2 separate regions of the Mus musculus genome follow, and region 1 is linked to region 2. Evidence: chromatin contacts called from public promoter capture Hi-C data. All regions are on one chromosome and are shown on one strand. The core of a region is the stretch at or near the end of the contact, and the rest is flanking DNA. Distances in the headings are between cores, read along the strand shown.

What was found. Capture Hi-C pulls out chosen DNA fragments and counts their contacts.
Region 1: a promoter capture Hi-C map of liver shows a contact between it and region 2. The contact joins the promoter of Fam228a here to the promoter of Itsn2 in region 2. A contact is called at or near these places in 16 of 39 promoter capture datasets (the HPC-7 cell line, HPC-7-derived erythroid cells, Sertoli cells and 12 more), 8 of 484 Hi-C or Micro-C datasets (the G1E-ER4 cell line, embryonic stem cells and fetal liver), 4 of 115 datasets of contacts at active chromatin or transcription factors (the 230-238 cell line, the HPC-7 cell line, embryonic stem cells and 1 more) and 4 of 9 other capture datasets (adipose tissue, embryonic stem cells, liver and 1 more).

What each region holds. Positions count from the first base shown.
Region 1 is chr12:4,736,769-4,741,592 of GRCm38.p6, forward strand. Fam228a (family with sequence similarity 228, member A) reads right to left here and starts at 1,671. Exons shown (of 8, transcript NM_029107.3): 1 at 1,441-1,671; 2 at 911-1,017. The coding sequence starts at 1,003. It also overlaps a transcript of Fam228b not described here.
Region 2 is chr12:4,591,482-4,596,292 of GRCm38.p6, forward strand. Itsn2 (intersectin 2) reads left to right here and starts at 1,527. Exons shown (of 40, transcript NM_001198968.2): 1 at 1,527-1,751. It overlaps Gm3625 (predicted gene 3625), which reads right to left and starts at 2,250. Exons shown (of 1, transcript NR_169069.1): 1 at 1-2,250.

The DNA of each region.
Region 1 (4,824 bases), core at 421-2,920, 150 kb after region 2:
GTTTGCCTTCTGTATACACACACACAGAGAAATATAACTTAATTTGTAAAAAGAGATCTAGATTGTCTGTCATTGATAAGCCATTCTTTGAACTTTTTTCAGAAAATATAGACATGTTAATGATTCATAGCCGCCTCAATGAAATCCCCTGTTCACAAATGCAAAAATATTAAACTCGTATTTCACAATTCTTATTGTCACTATGGCAAAGGGGACAAGAAAAATTCTCAAGAGCCTTCCTTACAATGAGGCAAACCATAAAATCCTAAAACTAAAGCTTTATGAACAAATCCTTATCAGACATGGAATGGCAAGCTCTGGGCTGTCACATTTACCTACCTAGGTTACCTACCTGGCAGCCATCCTGTCCTTCAGAATGGCTTTTGGTCAAATGTGTACCCAGGCATTTCCACTCACTGGATCCTTCTACATACCTAATCTAGGTCATAAAATACTAGAAATATACACGTAATTGACGCCAAATTGGTCCTAAACTCAAGGAATTTTGTGTCCCATTGAAAGATGCCTCAAAAAGAAAATCAAGGGCTGGAGAGATGGCTCAGTGACTGCTCTTCCAGAGGTCCTGAGTTCAATTCCCAGCAATCACATGGTGGCTCACAACCATCTGTAATGGGGTCCGATGTCCTCTTCTGTTGTGTCTGAAGACAGCTACAATGTACAACATACAGCTACAGTATATATAAGATATATAAATAGTTCTTTTAAAAACATAAAAAAGAAAGAAAAGAAAATCAAGAGGCCTTGAAGTACTTTCACCCGAGAAACCCCATATCAATCTTGACAGTGTATCCACAATAGGAACTATCACTTGGCTCCAGGTAAAATTAGCTTGCTTCTTATGAAAAAGGCAGGCAGGCAGGAGAAAGAAAAAAATGCTGTGTTATGTTACCTCCATTAAAGAAACAGACTCCGGCTCTGGCCATTCCTTTAGTTTCTCCACACTGAAATGTTCATCACACTTGGAAGTTTTTGTGTCAGCCATAAGTAGTAGAATCCCTGAGCAAGAAAAACTGAGGAGACTTAGTGTGTCAATGTGGAAAAAGCATGGCCTTAGAGACTTCGAACTAGGTTTAGACATCCTCCTTTCTTGTGTCCTAGAGCCCCCTCCCTCGCTGTCCTGGGACAGAAGGAGATAGCATTACTGGTTGCATAGCCCAAGGCTGAGGGTGATGGGTGATGTCTCTCATCAGGGAGAGGTGGCTGCCTCGGGGCTGCAGGCCTCCCGTCAGAAGGATGTTCCTGGGTTGTTGAGTGGGTAAGGGAGACTACCTTAGGCCTCAGATGGAAGCTCCTGCACTGGAGATCCCACAGGCCTCCCCTCAGATGGCTAATCCTGCACTGCTGACTGGTTACTTCAGGCCCACAGGACACAGGCTCCCCTCCCAACAGATGGACGCTCCCGTGCGGGTCACTGATCACCTCAGGCCCACAAGCCACGCTGTTCGCTGGTCACCGCAGGACACAGGCTCCCCTCCCAACAAATGGACGCTCCCGTGCGGGTCACTGGTCACCTCAGACCCACAGGCCTCCCAGGTTGCCTCGGGGCTGGCCTACTCTCCAGTGGCTGGTTGCTGCCCTGGGCACACTGCGCACTACCTCAGCCAGTTCCGGTGGGTGGTACCTCAGCCTCAGTCAGTAAGTGTAGGAAGCAAGGCCACGCGGTCTAGCTGGCCTGCGACACCAACGTCCCTGGAAAGGAGAATGGCGTATCCACAGGAAACTAGAACACTTTCTTTAAACTTAGCCTCTCTCCTTGCCTTTCAGAGGCGTTTCCCCTCAATTTGTAGGAGTGTGGGATGTCAGAGTCCCTGGTTGAAGTTTATTAGTAGTTACTGATATTAAAAATAACTTTAAAATTGTAAATAAAAATGTATTTAATGTAAGTTGTGATAGCAAATCGTAACACCTGACAAATATTAAATATGGAATATATATATATATATATATATATATATATATATATATATATATACACACATACATACATACATACATACATATACAATGTAACAGTATGACATTCTGTGTGGTAGTTGTCCACAACCTTTTTTTTTTCCACTGAGAATAATTTTTTTAATTAGGTATTTTCCTCATTTACATTTCCAGTGCTATCCCAAAAGTCCCCCATACCCACACCCCCACTCCCCTACCCACTCACTCCCCCTTTTTGGCCCTGGCGTTCCCCTGTACTAGGGCATATAAAGTTTGCAAGTCCAATGGGCCTCTCTTTCCAGTGATGGCTGACTAGGCCATCTTTTGATACATATGCAGCTAGAGACAAGAGCTCCGGGGTACTGGTTAGTTCATATTGTTGTTCCACCTATAGGGTTGCAGTTCCCTTTAGTTCCTTGGGTGCTTTCTCTAGCTCCTCCATTGGGGGCCCTGTGATCCATTCAATAGCTGACTGTCCACAACCTTTCATATTTCATCTTAAGCCTATGTACTCAGAGGCTGGCCTGCAACTTGGAATCCTGCATCAGCCTCCAGGGGGTTGGAGGGGTTACAGTCATATACAACCAGGAAGAGGCTCTTTCAAAGGAACTATTTGTGAAGTATTTGGAATTGCTATTCCCATCCAAGGACAGGGAAAGAAAAAGGAGGCTACTGTCTACCATCTGGAAAGACAATCTTTGGAAACATATCTAAGAGCTGCTTCTACATTTTGTTGTGGTTGAGAACTGTGTAGCAATAGGTAAAGCAAGACAGACCATGTTTTCATTATTGAAACTGAATGCAGGTTTCTTAAACAATTATCTCCATTTGTATACATTTTTCTGAAATTTCTCACAATATTTTTTTTAAACATTTATTGAGTTTTTACCTGGAACCATGTGTAGATTGAAGGAAAGATTTTAAGAGACTGGATAACTGTTCAGGGGAATAAGGCAGATAACGTATATGGAATGAGACACTATCTTAAGACTCAATTTCAGTGGTACCTGAGCAGAAAGAATTTAGTCACAAACCAAATGAATTGAGACAGGCATCCAGTAAAGTCACCATTTCTATGGATCCTTTGGTGATGCTTTTTAACTTCAGAGGAAAATAAACTTCTGGGGAAAGGTGCTGTCATTTCTTAATCATCACAGACACTGAACTAACAATTGAGAGTTTATTGAAGATCAGAACAGAATGGTTAAGTGTCTTCCTTTGTCCCTCTCAAAAGGATTCCTCCCAGCAGGTAACTTCCTCTAAAGCATCCATCTTCAGTGCCCTTGCACAGATCAAGAATCAGGATATGTGGCTGTCAAAACCTTTGAAAAGTGACAAAAGAAAAAGAGTTGAGAGTGCCATAGGGATAAAGTGCTTACAGGACCAGAGTGTCCCTTGGCTAAGGAGAGCTAGTCCTTAAAGCCACTCTGGCCAGAGCTAACTCCTCTCACAGAACCTAGCCCTCAGACCTTCTTGACACTCATTCTCAGATTATCCTATGGCTTCAAATAACATGATATCAGGATGACTCAAGTACTGATGCCCAAGCTAGTAACTTCTCTGACCTCTGGACTAATTCACCTTCCAACTTCATTGTTCCTCTGGGACATTAAGTTAAAAGCTAAATGTTGCTAACTATAGCTGAGTATTAATACAATATACTTGTCTTAGAATCTTTTGAGAACTGCTATGCTTTAAATGTGTGAAAGTAAGTTACATGATTTACAAAAAGATCAAGAACATGTGCGTGTGCATGTGTGTGTGGTCTTCCTTTAATCCTAGTACTCCATAGGTAGAAGCAGCCACAACTCTGTGGATCTGAGGTCACACTGGTCTATACAGCAAGTTCCAAGCTAGGAAGAGTAAAATCACAAGACCCTGGCTCAGGAGAGATGGCCAGTTGGCCATAAGAATGAATGGAAATCTGCAACTGACAGAGTTGGAGAGATGGGGGGCATTTCTAGGACCAGAGAGAGACTTGGAATAAGGAAGGCACCCAAGAATCAATGGGGATGACCTTAGCTGTGACTCACTACACTGGGGATGTGGAACCTGAAGAGGACACCTCCTGTAGCCAGATAGGAACCCCAGTAGAGTGATAGGGGTACCAACCCACCCACAAAACTTTTCACCCAAAATGTATCCTGTCTACAAGAAAATCAGGGATGGGGGTCAGGGTGGGGCTGAGTGGAGTACAGTCTCTTCTGCCCTGTCGCCCACTGGAGGATGCTCCATTGCCTGCTCTCTTATAAAGAGCCTGCCACATCAGGAAACGTAGCCTTGGACGTCAGCCAGTGCCGCCCTGTGTCACAACCTAAGCCCAACGTTGCCAGCTCTCACCGCGTCCTGGTTAGCTCTCATCCCTTTCTACCTCCTGGCACAGGGTTACAGAATGGTGACCTTCAGAGGTGACCTCTTTGAAACTTGGGTTCTTTCTCTCCAGGAGACATGGAGCTTCACTGTCCACACAGAAGAGCCCATTGTTTCTGCAGAGAAGGACCAGGAGAAACCCTTTTAACATTTAACTCAGTAGAAGATCAAAGCTTATGTGGTCTGTTGAAATCCACATTTTTATGAAAAGAAAACTAAAAAGAACCTTCTTGCTCCAGCATTAATTTTGTCTGAAACCTCCGTGCTCTGTAATGAGTGACGGTCCTTGTCCTGAATGACCCCTCAGAGTTGTGCATTTGCTGTTCCTGGGCAGGTCTAACAACCTAAAATAAACCTGATGTAGTAAAACTGGTGCTCCAGATCCTGGTCAGAGTGACTGTCGTGCAGCAAAGCTGTGCTTTGTGGCAGACTGCAGCTAAACAAGCCATCCTTCCTTGCCTCCTCAAGTGTTTGTGGGGACCAGCAGAGTCCCTAATAAGA
Region 2 (4,811 bases), core at 277-2,776:
AATCCCAAGTTGTTGACTTAGTGTTTGGGATACTGCAGGCAGACATACAGAACTCCAATTTCTGATAGCTCTGCAGTTTCTTCAAGGGAGGCCTTTAAATGCACCTGCGTCCCACCGCCCTCCTCTCAAGGATCCAGCAACCTCAACAGAAAGAAGGCAAGGTGAATGTTACCAAGTCCCGAACACCAAAATGCAAGCCAAGGGCTAATTGAAGAGTTAAGAAAACACCGTGAGAGCAAGAAAACCCTGTTTATCACCATCAATGTTTGCTAAATTCCTCCTAAGAGTTGGTTGTCCAGTTCAGTTGGCCCTGAGCATCTCCGCAATCTCTTTCAAGTCAGACTTTCTATCTGCATCAGCCCCAACAGGGGTCAGTGAAGCCTGGGGTCATCTGATCTACACATATCTCTCACATTTCAATTGAAATCATAGGGATACTAATGTTTGAAAACATCCATTTATTTATGGGATTTTTAAAAAACAATTTTTATATAGCCTAGACTGACCTCAAATTCACAATCCTTCTCAGCAGTCAGACTGATGCGACTCGTTCTCTGTGTGCAGGGGTTACAGGCACGCACCAGTTTACGTTATGAGTTTTGCATCTCAGTACACTTCCTTCCATGGAAACCTTACACTCCCATTTTGCCCATTAGGGACCATCATTTCCTCATCCTCAACCTTAAGAAAGCTTTTTTTTTGTCCAGGGGGTGCTGTTGCCTCTGTCAAACAGCAGATAAAGAATGGTGATTTGAGTGAGGAAACCACAGAATAGAAATAAGTTCTAAGTATGAGTTTCTCCTATTAGATGGGTAAGGATGTTTAGCTTCTGCAAGCAGAAAAGTCCGGGACGGTCTTCCTGTCTGTCATGAGCTTGCTCTTGTGTGTGAACAGAGGGATGCTTTTTCTCAGTCTCTGTCTCTGTCTCTGTCTCTGTGTCTCTGTCTCTCTCTCTTTCTCTCTCTCTCTCTCTCTCTCTGTGTGTGTGTGTGTGTGTGTGATGGTGAATGGACAGCTAACTCTTGGGTGTGGTAAAATCCTTTAAGGAGAGTCCTTGAGAAGGATCTGCAGCAAAGGTGGAGGCAACTCCTTTGCACCTCTAACTTCCCCATTCTCAGGAAAGGCTTGCTCACATGTTAACGAAGAGACCTTCAGTGAATAAGAAGGTTCCAGCTTGAGAGACAGCAAGCTCCATGTGTGGTCCAACGGGGATGTCCTGGACATCTCTTGGCCCTTTCCAAAACCTTAGGGTCCTGTGGCAGGAAATGTCCCACCCAGTCCCCGGCAAGTCACCTCGAAGAGGAGGAGCCAGGTGGGGGGTCTTGGCAGCTCCTGGAAGGGCTGTCAGCCGCGGAGCTTCGGGACCTGGCGGGAGGAGAAGCATTTCGGCCCACGCCTTCCACGGTTCCGGGGGCGAGGAGGAGCGCCACGCAGTGTCACGCTCCCCACGGTGAGGAGTAGGTGTCCCGCGGCTAGGCGGGCGGGCCGTCACTGCCCGCCCGTCGCTCGCCTCCCCGCCCCCCGGCTTCCTGCGGAGGCCGCGGCCGCCATGTTGTTGTGGGGCTGAGGCGGCGCCGGCTGAGAGCCCAGCAGCCGTGACAGGCTGCGCAACAGGTTCGCTGCGGCCGGCCTGACGACTGACCCGGCGGCGGCGGCCGCGGCACGGCAGGGTCTTCCCGGAGCTTGGCCGCGCCCACGCGCCGGTGTCGAGGAGCGCGCGGGGTCGCGCCGGGACGTGCGCGAGGCGCCAGGTGGGTGAAGCCGCCCGTCGGCGCGGCCGAGGGGCGCGGGGCAGGTGCGGCCGCCGCCGCCCCCGGGGTTCCACGGGCCGGGCAGAGGGGGCTGCGCGCCGCGCACCGCCGGGTTCAGTCCTCGGAAGCGCGTGCGGCCCCCGCCCTAGGCCCCGGCCGAGGACGGCCGTGCCGGGCGGAAACCTCCGGCCCCGGGGTTCCTGCCTCCGCCGCGGGGCGGGCGGGCCGCTCCTCTCAGAGGCCGGGAAGCCCGGGCCCCTTGCCGCGGCCTCGCTTGGCAGGTGACGGCCTCCGCCTATCGCTGGTGGCGACCGGGTTCCGGGCTTTCCTTAGGGGCATCTGGGCTGGGTGCGCGTTGCCTTGGGGACCTATTTTATTTTGGCTTAGTTGACTTTTCTTTTCTTTCTTTCTTCCTTTCTTTTCTTTTTCCTCCTTGGTCAGGGTTGCTGCAGAGTGTCAGGTGAGCCGCATCCCGGTGCGTCAAAGTAGCCGGAGTCACGAGAGGACAGTGGGCGGATGCTTGGCGTCCACTGCTCGCGTTATAACAGCTAAAGTTGAGAACTGTTAAGCGCTGACTTCTGCATTATGCATTTCTAGGGTATATATAGGAAGCACAGCGAGGAGTCTCTGTAGCCAAAGTTCACTGCTTATTTAAGGGAGAAGAGGCACCTACAAGTGCATAGTGAGTAGGTAAACCGAGGCTGCAAGTTTCATTCTGCTGAAAGACACTGTTTGCAGGTATTGGTCATGCTCTGTGTTATTCAGTGATTGTCCGTGGCAAATACACTCATTTGAAACTTGCATTCATAACGAACAGGAACATTTTGGATAGACCCAGCTACTTTACAATAGGAATTCAAGTTGACACAGAAATTACTGCCGTACTCCGTGCTTCTTGTCTGTTTCACGGCGTTTCCTACTTCCTCAGGGGACGCAAGGTGTCACTTGGAATTTTGTGTTGTTAGCTTAGTTTAGGTAGTACAGACTGGAGGCCAAACTAGGTGCTTAAGCCTTTGAGAAATTGCTAACTTCCCTTTCACGGTTTGCTGTATTGTCATCCAGTGCTAAAACCTAAAAGCAATCTAGAAACATGGCCTACAACATTTATACAAGTTGATGGGAGGCCTGCAAAATTCAGTTATGTGCTTGCCATTACGTTGGCGGTTATTCTTATGACTGGTGTGCTGCTGCTGTTCCAAGTAATGCTGGTAACCATTTAACGAAGTTAAAAAAATGTTCAACATATCCAAAGGCTCAAATCCCGATATTTCCTGAGTGTGAGGAGATATGTACATTCAGGGGATTGGATTTGTACTTTAAAAATGCATTTTTACAAAAACAGAGTAACACACACCTTTTGCCCAAACTTAGAGAATTTTTCAAGAATTTATTTTGGTCATTTTATCCTATACAAAGTGGACATTTTTTTATATAATCTTAGAAATTTTAGAGGTGTGTGTGTGTGTGTGTGTGTGTGTGTATTAAGGAGTAAAACGACCATTTTACATATTCTCAGCATGCTGTCTGCTACCAGGGGCATGAAATCTCAAGATATTTAGTTTTGATTCATCTTCAATCTAGAGTTTCACAGAGTTCCATCCTTCTGATAAAAAAATATGTATTGTGCATCACCCACTAAACTTCCTTTAGTATCACAGTGTATCTCCCATGGTGGTCATTTATAGAGCACTTACTAATATTATATTTAAATAAGTATATAAAACACTATGCTCAGTGTTTTATATACTTATTTAAAGCACATGAAGGCCTTGTAAGTAATGTCCTCCCATCAGATAGATAAGTAAAATGTTAACTTTTAACTGACTGCTCTAGGTCTCGGAGCTAGTAAGAACAAGTGTCTTGTTTCAGTTTAGAATTCTTTTAACTTCAGCACCTAAGCTCTTTCTGCAATTGCATAGATCTAAAGCTGAACATACATCTAAAATGTATTTATACTTGGCTCTTTTACAGTGGTTGCACATTGACACACCCTCCGGGGTAGAACGTGCATGTAGGTATTCTTGAGAAAGAGGAACTGAATGGGGCTTAAAGGATATGAGGCACAGAGGAAATGGGGGAGGAAACTGAACAGAAATAACAGTGAATAGACCGAGAAATAATGTATTTTCATAACTCTAAGAGTGCAACGTATTTCATTTGCAGTGTTTTGAGAGGTTCAATTAAAGGGCAGTTTCACAGCCATATGAAGACACTAAATAACGTTGTTATATACTGTCAGCCATATCAAGACACTGAATAAAACTCTGTTATTTACTGTACAGCTATTCAACTGTGATTATGGCGGACAATCAGGGAGTTACTACCAGATGGGAGACACTTAATTTGTTGTATTTAACCACCTGGCTTATGTTTTCTGAATCCTTTTCATGGTCAATGCATATTCATTTGAGGAAAGGTCTGGTTTAATAAAAATTGAGTACATGTTTACAACTCTGTTGGATAAAAGTATAGGCTCTCTAGTTAGACCTCCTACCTCAGCTCTAGTTCCAAATAGTTGTATGACCTTAAGCAAGTTTCTTTAATTCTCCAATTTCTGTTTCTTCTTCATCTTTAAAACAGGGATAATGATAGTCCCCATTTCATAGTGTTGTATGTAATATAAAGTGCTTAGTTGCTGTGCCTAGCATAAGTGCCCAGTAAGTGTTACCTGCTATCATCCCAGCCTGCTTCCTTCAGTGAGAAATCTCAAGCTAATTAGTCTGTCGTCCTCTCTGTGGTGCTGTCTCTCTTAGGTTTGTGATTTATTCTAATTACTGTAGAAAATAGCCTTTTCTTTTGGTGTTCAGTTTTTAATCAACATCAAAATGAGCCATATGAGAAGGCTAAAAAATGCATTACAAGAGTCTTCCTCTGTAGTTCCCTTCATTTCTACTACTTTGGATCATCACTTCAGTGCCTTTGGACTCAGATAGTTAAATTCTTTGCAGCTCGAAGTGGACTTAACTTGGAAGAGGCTAGTGTTGAGAGAGAACAAACGTGAGAGATCTAAATAGGCAAGGCTTTGTACTTGTCATTAGGACGGGAACAGCCTTTGCTTTG